3 separate regions of the Mus musculus genome follow, and regions 1 and 2 are each linked to region 3. A link is a contact called in public HiChIP or PLAC-seq and promoter capture Hi-C data. All regions are on one chromosome and are shown on one strand. The core of a region is the stretch at or near the end of the contact, and the rest is flanking DNA. Distances in the headings are between cores, read along the strand shown. Region 1 holds the start of Msantd2 (Myb/SANT-like DNA-binding domain containing 2). Region 2 holds the start of Tbrg1 (transforming growth factor beta regulated gene 1). Region 3 holds the start of Ei24 (etoposide induced 2.4 mRNA).

Evidence for each region. Promoter capture Hi-C pulls out the DNA fragments that hold promoters and counts their contacts. HiChIP or PLAC-seq counts read pairs in DNA pulled down with a chosen protein or histone mark.
Region 1: a contact with region 3 is called in a promoter capture Hi-C map of liver, with 2.8 times the contacts expected there. The contact joins the promoter of Msantd2 here to the promoter of Ei24 in region 3. A contact is called at or near these places in 10 of 39 promoter capture datasets (the 3T3-L1 cell line, the C10 cell line, the SN4741 cell line and 6 more) and 1 of 9 other capture datasets (adipose tissue).
Region 2: a contact with region 3 is called in an H3K27ac HiChIP or PLAC-seq map of double positive thymocytes, with 6 times the contacts expected there. The contact joins the promoter of Tbrg1 here to the promoter of Ei24 in region 3. A contact is called at or near these places in 6 of 39 promoter capture datasets (the HPC-7 cell line, cranial neural crest, frontonasal cranial neural crest and 3 more), 3 of 115 datasets of contacts at active chromatin or transcription factors (astrocytes, double positive thymocytes and large pre-B cells) and 1 of 9 other capture datasets (liver).

What each region holds. Positions count from the first base shown.
Region 1 is chr9:37,487,583-37,490,639 of GRCm38.p6, forward strand. It overlaps Msantd2 (Myb/SANT-like DNA-binding domain containing 2), which reads left to right and starts at 1,739. Exons shown (of 4, transcript NM_146222.2): 1 at 1,739-2,251. The coding sequence starts at 1,742.
Region 2 is chr9:37,655,909-37,658,988 of GRCm38.p6, forward strand. Tbrg1 (transforming growth factor beta regulated gene 1) reads right to left here and starts at 1,404. Exons shown (of 9, transcript NM_025289.3): 1 at 1,090-1,404. The coding sequence starts at 1,236.
Region 3 is chr9:36,795,542-36,798,921 of GRCm38.p6, forward strand. It overlaps Ei24 (etoposide induced 2.4 mRNA), which reads right to left and starts at 1,793. Exons shown (of 11, transcript NM_001199494.2): 1 at 1,672-1,793.

The sequences.
Region 1 (3,057 bases), core at 489-2,988, 690 kb after region 3:
CAGTCTGCTTTAAAAACAAAAAACAGAGGCAGGCGGATTTCTGAGTTCTAGGCCAGCCTGGTCTACAAAGTGAGTGCCAGGACAGCCAGGGCTATAACAGAGAAACCCTGTCTCGAAAAAACAAAAAACAAACAAAACAAAACAAACCAAAACCAACCAACAAACAAACAAACACCCCCCCCCCCTTTTTTTTAAATTATCTTGCGTGGGGCCTGGAGAGATTACTCATTAGTTACTCTTACAAGGGACTCAGAACCTGCAGATGGCTTGCAAGTCTTGTAATTCCAGTTCTAAGGGATCTGATGCCTTTTGCTGACCGTTACCAACATCAGGCCCCTTCACACATACACACATAGGCAAACGTTTATACACATAAAACTAAACGAACACATTTTAAAATGAAGTTTAATTTTGTGTGTAAGTGTGGGGATATGGGTGGCATGTCCCATGTATGACGGTCAAAGAACAAGTCATGAGAGCAGGTTGTCTTCAGTCATTGGGCGGGCTTGGCAGCAAATACCTGTACTGGTTGAGGCATCTTTCTGCCACTACTGAGGTTTTAAAGTTAATGATCTGAGATAAACAGGATTTCCAGCTTTAAAGAATATGGAAATTGACTAGGTGGTGGTGGCAGCTCAGGCCTTTAATCCCAACATTCCAGAGGCAGAGGCGGCAGGCGGAGTTTGAGGCCAGCCTGGTCTATAGACTTAGTTCCAGGACAGCCAGGATAACACAGAAAAACCTTGTGTCAAAAACCAAAATAATACCACACAAACAAGGTTATATCTTATAGCTATATGATACTTCAATGTTCAAGACTTTACGGAAATATTCAGGAGTGAGTGATGAGTGCTAATTTACTACTAGGTCACAGGAACAGTTTCATTTCCTTGAACTTGACTGGGAAATTTTAAACCAGTCCCAAATCCCAGTGGACTGAGGTACCGGAGTAGCTATTCTGCTGGGCTCTGGAGCTCTTTCATGTCCCCATTATAGATACTGTATAAAAGCAAGAAAGACATTTACTTTATCATTGGCTACACAGTTACTCAGAGGAACAAGAAAACAAACGAAACGAAGCTTGTGGGTGTGGCTCAGTGACAGGGTGTTTGCCTAGCAGAACACGTGAGTGCAATCAGAGTTGCTATAGAGGCTGAGTTTCTTGAAAAGCTAAAGCGTGCAAACTCTAACTCATATCTGTTCTCGAAAGTCTTGTCCAGAACCACTGCAAGCAGCCTTCCCGCTTTGCCTTCCTCCACATACCCTTTGTAGGGTTTCCTAGTCTCCAGTCTGGACCTCGGTTCCCGTACCTAAAGGCGGGCTTAGAGGGAGGATAGGCTCAGGGGCGGAGACAGGAAAACAGAAATAGCCAATTCGTCCTTAATTCGAGGCCCTCGCGGGCCTCACCCCTGTTGTGAGGGTTGAGATTGGAAAGGAAGTGGGGAGGCTCCAACCAGTCCTTCACTCCCGCGCCCTCATGCCCCCACCCTTCTCTGCTCGGAGCTTGGGTGCGCCGGGTCCCAGCTTCTCCTCCCGGGAGAGGAGCGGCCGGCACCAGCTGGCTGGAGGGGAAAGGCGAAGATTTGCGGGCTGCTTGGGCCAGCCAGACACATCCTCCGGGCCCTCTGACCGCGGCGAGCCACTCAGCCCCGAGCCAGGCCCCAGGGCAGCCCCGGAGACCCCGGTGGCCGGATGCAGGGGTGCGTCACTTCCGGGCGGTGCAGCGGCGGCGGCTTGGAAGATGGCTGCGCCCTGTGGCTCGGAGCTGCCCGCCAACTCGCCGCTCAAAATTCCGAAGATGGAGGTGCTTTCCCCGGCGTCTCCCGGCGACCTGAGCGACGGGAACCCATCGCTGTCCGACCCTTCCACGCCTCGGGGAGCCTCCCCTCTCGGGCCCGGCAGCGCGGCGGGCTCGGGGGCCGCGGCGTCCGGGGGTCTCGGGCTGGGGCTGGGGGGCCGCGGCGCTGCCTCGTCCTCGGTCTCCTTCTCGCCCGGCGGCGGCAGTGGCGGGGCTGCGGCGGCCGCTGCCGCCGCCTGCCGGGGTATGTCGTGGACGCCGGCAGAGACGAACGCGCTCATCGCTGTATGGGGCAACGAGCGGCTGGTGGAGGCGCGGTACCAGCAGCTGGAGGGAGCCGGCACGGTATTCGGCAGCAAGGCCCCTGGGCCGGCCATGTACGAGCGCGTGTCCCGGGCCCTGGCCGAGCTGGGCTACGAGCGGACCCCGTCCCAGTGCCGGGAGCGCATCAAGGTAACCGGCCGCTCTGCCCGGGGCTGCGAACCAGAGGCAGAGAAGGCGGGGAAACGGGCCTGGGGGCGGGGGCCGGGCCGAGCGCGGGGCTCCCCTCCCGGGCCCCGGGTATCCCTTGTGTCTGCTCCGCCTCTTTCTTCTCTCCCTGGGAAGGGGCGCTTCTTTCCAGATGGCCGCCAGCCCGTAGGTTTCCTGAGTTTGAAGTTGGGCGTGTCTGCCGCCGCCCCTCTTTCTTGCCAATTGAGGATGTTCCTGCGCTCTGAAGTTGGTAGTTTCTCTCATTGTGCGCGGGGCCCGCAACTGTCGCGGGTGCTGTCGCCCGCACTGCTTTGTTCCCAGATAGAGGGGCTCCCAGACTGAAGCTTTCCAGCTGGGATGGAATTGAGGAAGGGTAGCAGAGGGCCGGATGAGCGCCCAGTGTAAGATTTTTTTCCTTTGCTGAAGTTTCAAGAATAGAGCATTGGGACGGCTGGCCTTTTGTGTCAGTCGCTTTGCTTGTCAGTTGAGGTGATACAAGGACTAGCAAGATTTGAGGTGCTTTTGGAGAGCTGGAAAGGCTTAGTGAAAGAAAGGTCGTGTATTGTTATCGTGGAGGTAGAGGACAGTAGAGGACACCTTGAACGTTAGTCTGCTTGAAGGTTCTTTTGGAATTTGGACTGGCGATCTTTTCAGAGTCAGGTTGCCTTGAGAGTCAGGAGGCTTCTAATTCTGAGGAAGCCCTCTCTTGTCACCCAGGTTTTTTCTGCTTTAGTTAGGGTGCCCGGATGCGGACAAGTAAAACCGAGTATGCATCTGGCCATCCTTAT
Region 2 (3,080 bases), core at 154-2,653, 860 kb after region 3:
AAGTACCATCATTCTTTACTGATGGCTCAGTCTGTCTTGAAACCAGTTTTGAAGGAAATGCCTATTTGGGTGTTTCACAGGTGGAGCCTCAAATTGGTGTTCAAGGCATCAGTTGGTTTAAGTACACGGAGACCCTTTGGTTTCATAAGATCTTTGTATACTTAACGAAACCAACACTATCTTTAAATGTCGACTTGTAAGCATTAGGCAGGCTCTGACATCATGTGACAAGAGAGAACAGTGAGTATAAGGTGTTGACTTCCTGATTTACTCATATTTCCCTCGACACATATACAAGCGTTAAATGTTTTAGCAACAACAAATTGAAAGTCAAAACTTTTCCCGATACGTCTACAAAGACCTTGTAGAAAGAAGTGTTAAACTGCAGGTTCAGATGTGAGGGTATATGGACCGTATACCTATTACCAAGCAAGCACTGAGGTGACTGGCTAAGCTAGAATAGTCTATTTATTAGACTGTTATCAGATTTATTAGACCCTAATACTTCTTGGCTGGTAAAGAAGTTTACTCATCAAATCCTAAATCCCTACAATTAAAGCAGGAAGTGTCTATACACCTCAGCAGGAGGAGGTAGCCTGTTTCCTGATGTTGAGTTCCACTTTCAGTTTCGGATGGAGGGAAGGCAGAAACACCTAGAAGCCTCGTCAAAGGGAGCTACAACCAGGACAATTTTGAAAGATTTAGGTGCCTGTTTACGAAAGCGGCAGCCATGGCGTTAGGGTTGGGTGTACTTAGGAAACAGGCTGTGTAGAGTAAATAATAAACTGGAATCAGGGTATCCAAGTTGGAGTTAGGGCACGTCATCCCTCTGGGCTTCATTTCAGTGTGCTCGCCTTAAAAGACACTCCTTAGGCTCGAAACGAAAAGTAGCAAGAAGGTAATGACTAAAGTTTGCTGGCGGAGCACTCTTCAGTCCTCATTTATAGAGGAGTTGACAGGACTAGAGGAATAACTTATGCAAGGATATGGAACTAATATTCCCAAGCGAGGCAACTAACACTGGACGGATATTCTTTCTCTGAGAGAGTTGAGGTGGGGAAGACAGTCCCCACCCAAACCCAGACTCACAAACACCGTGGCCTTAGCTGCTCTGCGCAGCCGCAGGTACTTCAGCCGGTACTTCTCGTTCTGGCTCTTCCTCGGGAGCCTTTTCATCCTGGCCTTGCTGGACAGCGGGGTGCGCGGCTCGGAGGCCAGGCCGCTCAACACGCTCATGATCAGACCGGGTTCTGGAGCTCCGGGGCGCGGAGGGGATGGAGCGCAGGCAGAAACAGATGGCGATCCTCGGCACTTCCCAGTCGATTTCCCAAGGAAGACCCGCCGGAAGTTGCGCAAAAGCACCGCCACGTGTAACTTCCGGGTTTGGAAGTTGCGGTGGTTCGGACCTAGCGGTGGGCTGGGAGGACGGGTGTGGCTCAGGGTTGCAAGGAGCTGGAGCTGGAAAGAACCGGTCCTACCCGGCTGATAGCCAGCGAAGTAGGGAAGAGTTTAAAGTCCTGATGCAGACGCTCAGGCAGGTGCCCTCAGGGAATGCACGTCCACATCTGCTTTCCCAGGTTGCTCTGAGCAGCAGGCCTTCCTGGGGTTTTAGCAGACTTAAATACTAATGCGGGGAACTCAGTTTCCCATATGTGCTGATCGCACAAGTGTTTCTTAGGCTGTGAACTTCGGGGATAGTAAAACAAGACCTTGATTGCCCCAAAGCTTGGTATCTAGTTAGCAAACTGTTTTAATAAAATGTTAAGTAGCACAAGGTCGGCTTTCAGTGGTTTTAAAATGAAACCAGGAGCGTTTCAAGTACACATACTTCCTATCGTTTTTTTCTTTCAGTAGTGTCAAACCAATTGACTGAGCCTCTTTTTCACATTTTGTTTTTGTTGTTTGTTTTCTCCCTCTCAAAGTAAGAAATGAGATGGGGTGGATTTCCAAACTAGTGTACTCATATAAAAGATAATTATTGTTAAATTCTCCAAATCTAGACGTTTACGGTTGTACATGGAAGCCAAGAAGTATGTTACATAATTAACGCGCTCACTGAATTACTAGAGAAAAACCTAATACTGATAAAGACAACTTAGAATTCAGTAAGTGATCCAAGTATTTAATCTCTGAAAACTGTAAAAACCATTGCAGTTTTGACAAACTGCAACCCAAGAGAAAAAGCGTGTAGATACTCTTCTATGACTGCCCATGTAACAAGCTGCTTTTTTTGAACTTGGTTGGGTCTTAATAATGCAACTCCAGGGTACCATTTGCCTTCACAAATACCTAAGGTGCTCCTGTGGATTTAGTTGGTTTTAAAAGCCATCAGAATTGTGACAACTTATAAAATACACTGCTTTGAAAATATATACTGGAATTCTAGCTTGGAATCTGAAAGCACTCATAGTAATCGAAATTGACTTTATTCTTAATAAAGCGTTAGTTTTAACTGCCTGATTTGCTGTTTAGCTGCATTTTGTTCTCATAGACTTTGACATCTATCTGACTTTTTGTATTATTCATCTTCTTCGTGTGTTGTGTCTATGAGGAGGAAAGTCCCAGCCTCTGCTTTAGTTGAAAGCTCTTTTGGCCAGTAGACTTCAGTGGAATAGTCCCAAACATGTTTATTATTATTTTTTTTTTTCACTTGAGACTTTTTCTTTTACAATTAAGGCAATTTTCTTGCAAATTTGACAAAAAAGAAGGTATTGTTTATTTGTTGGCTTTGATAGACTGGGTTCTTAACAGTGCCAAACTCTCTGTGTAGGGAAAGATGACCCTGAACTCCTGACCCTCCTGTTTCTATCTCCCAAATTCTGGGACTATAGCCATAGACAACCATGTCCAGCTTGGGGAATTTTTTTTAAAATCCATGGGCTGTGATCTAACTCAGTGGCAAAGCACTTATATTATAGGTGAAGAGCTCTGGGTTTGATTTCTAGCATTCCAAAATGAGTGGTGGATGAATGGATGGATGGATGAATGAATGAATGAATGAGTAACAGAGGCCCCAAGTTCAGTTTCAAGAAACCACATCCTGTAGCGCACAGCTATTTGTAATTCCAGCTTTAGGGGAT
Region 3 (3,380 bases), core at 543-3,042:
TGGAAAGTCTGCTTGCAAAAATATGAGATTTTAGGATTCCAAAGTTATCATGCCCCACCAAATCAAGCTTAGAATCTTCAATTTAAGAGATAATAAAATATAATAGTCAGCTTGTATACAACTCAAACTTCAAAACATAAAGGATACTTTCCTTGACCTCTGGCCACTTCAGCACCACACTGACCCAACTGGACTGATGCCATTCAGAACTGGACAAACAGGGAGTACAGTCAGAAGGCTGCCTGCATCTGCTCCTTACGTCAAATCCTACCCAAATGTGCTCACCTAGAGAAGTTCCTAAGGTTAGGAAACATCTGTTACTACTCCCACTCCCCCCTCCTAAAAAAGCAGAAAAAGAAAACCTCAAGAGCTTCAATCATGTGTACAGAGAAAGCCAGTGCTCTAGGAGTTGTGGTAAAAAGCAGTCCATGACCAGGAAACTAGTAAATGTCCAAGACACTAAGGTATATCACAAATGTACCACCATCTTAAGCAACAACTTGCTCATCTACAAATAAAGGGTAGCATATTAAAATTCTTCACGGGATAGAGTACGACAGAATAAACAAAGCTGAAAAAATTCTGGATAAATGTAATCCTGTTAAAGAACACACCCGACTTGAGGTGAGAAAATCCATTACTCTAGTTTTCTCCAAGAGCCCAGACAGGGAGCTTCAAAATCTGTCATATCCCAGAACCACTGTGTTATTTGACTCCTTGGCAGATTAATACCCGGCTTCTTCATGTACCAACTAACAAAGTACCAGTGACCAAATAGAGCCTTTAAAGGAAAGGCCATTATTATACCGTGGGCCTAACAACTTTTCTATGGGAGAGAACATTTGGTATGAATTGCCCTGTTTAACAAATTGCTGAGACAAGCAGAAAAATAACCTTCCACGATTTGAGACCACACACTGACTGACACAAAGGGCTCTAACAACAGAGAAAACCAAGATGCATCATCTGGTTCACAATATTTTACATATAAACGGTTTGTCAACAGTGAGTGAAAGCTAATTACAACCAACTTTGGAACTTCAGTGTTCTAACCGAGACTGGACTTTTTGGCTTAAGCTTTGCAACGAGGATTTTTGTTTAACCCAAGCATCACCTTCCTTAAACCTTGAAACACTGCTGGCCAATAAATTTGACAGTCTTTAGAACCGATTAAGCACCTACTGAGACATACTCCTGCACTTTCATTCCGAAGCCACCAGATTCAAGTCCCGGAAGGGAGGAAGCCAGTGTTTCCCACTCCAGGTAGGGAAAAGGTAAACACCCTCACGCATCACCCGGCCACAGGCTGCCTCCTGGGCAACCTGGGGTACTCGGCCCCTTCTCTCCCGCAGCGTCGGGGCAATTGGGGTGAGAACCCGTCTTCCTCCCCAGCCACTGCCGCGCACAAGGTGCGGACCTCGCTCACTGAGGGTCACCGGAGCTAAAGATAGCCCCGCCGCACCTGGGGAAAGCCTGAGTCCCGCGCGCCGCCGCCAGGCCTGCCCCTGCCGCCTTTCGCGTCCCGGGCCCTTCGGGGGCCGGGGTCCTTGCCGCAGCCCCTTCCAGAACCTTAGGAACTAGCTCCGGCCTGCCAGCCCTCGATGGGCCCTGCCGCCCAGGCTGCGATTTGCAAGCGGCTCGAGCCCACTGCCCGCCGCGGCCTGCACCTACCCCGCCACCCTACCGCCGCGGCTCCAGCCAGGGCGCTCGCCCACCGAGGCTCGGTTCGCCTGCTCCGCGCCCGGCTGCCCGCTCCGCCCGGGCGCTCGGAGAGCCGGGGCTGCGCCCACACTGGGCATGCCCGGGCCGCACGGGGCAGCTGGGAAGTCGGGCGGGCAGCCTGCCGGTCGCTGGGCAGGGGCGGGGCTAGCGAGGTAGGGCGGGGCCATACCGGGGGGCGTGGTCTGGGAGCCTGGGAATTGTAGTTGGCTGGACCTCAGAGTCCAGACTCATTCTGGGTATCCAGGTCCAGGATTCTAGACCTTTGTTGCCTCCTAGTCAAACCCCTTCTCACTGTTGAGCGATCGTTAACCTCCTTAATCTATCTACACATCAGTGCTGGTCTTTCTGATATCCTTTAAGAACAAATGATGAAAACAATAAAATAGGAGACACCTTGATAATTTGGAGGCTTTCTATAAAGACTAATAAACCAGGTATGGTGATGCACACCTGAAATCCCAGCCCTTGGAAAGCTGAAGAGAAGAAATGGTCCAAATTCGAGTCCAGCCTTGGCTACCTAGTAAGTACCAGCCTTGGCAGAGCTGTGTAACAACATCTTGATTCAGAAAAAAACAAAAGCAAAAAACAAAAACTCAATAGAGTAATCAGTTATCATGCACATGCAAAAAGCCCTGGCTTCAAGTCCAAGAATTATATTACACAGGGCATGATAGTACAATCTCAGCACTTGGAATTTGGAGGCAAGAGATCAGAAGTTTGAGTGATTCAGAATATAAGGCATCAACCACTTAGGTAGCATTTAGTGCGGATTGTAATGATGGAATGGCTGTGATAAAAAACAAGTAGAGATTGCTGTTTTCAACTGGCTCATTTCTAGCCTGGCTCCATAATTTCTTGTCATGAAACTGTAGGAAAAGCCACTTTTACCCTTTTCAGGTTTCTCCTTTGAATTTAAGAAACAAAACCCAGAAAGAGTCAAGTATAAGAAAAGCATACAAGTTAGCTAGTGAGTTAGTAGTGACTGACATATAAACCCTGAGAAGGGAATGAAGAAGATTGGAGATGGGTTTTCTTTTATTTTTTGGAGGGGGATGGAGGGAGGCTGGAGACAGGGCTTCACTCTATAGCTCCGGCTGTCCTGGAACTCACTCTGTAAATCAGGGTGGCCTGCCTCTGCCTCTGCCTCCCAAGTGTTGGGATTAAAGGCATGCACCACCACCCAGTTAGTTTAGTCCAGAGGAACAGAACTTAATGAATATATATGGGGTTTATTAGAATGACTTACAGGCTGTGGTCCAACTAAACCAACAATGGTTACCTGTGAATGGAAGGTCCAAGAGTTCAGCAGTTGTGCACTTCACAAGGCTGGGTGTCGAAGCTGGTCTTCAGTACACGCTGGAATCCCAAAGTAGTAGGCTCTACTGCCAGTGGAGGAATGGACTTGCCAGTGAGAGCAAGAGCAAGCAGGAAAGCGTGAGTTCCCTTCATCCATGTTCTTTATATAGGCTGCCAACAGGAGGTGTGGCTCATATTAAAAAAGAGTCTTTCCACCTCAAAAGATCTTGGTTAGGAGTCCTCGCGGCTGGGTGTGGTGGGATGTACTCACTCCTTTAGCTCCAGTACAGGGAAGGCTGAGGATTAACATTAAATTCGAAACCTGGCATGGCGCACGCCTTTAATCCCAGCACTTGGGAGGC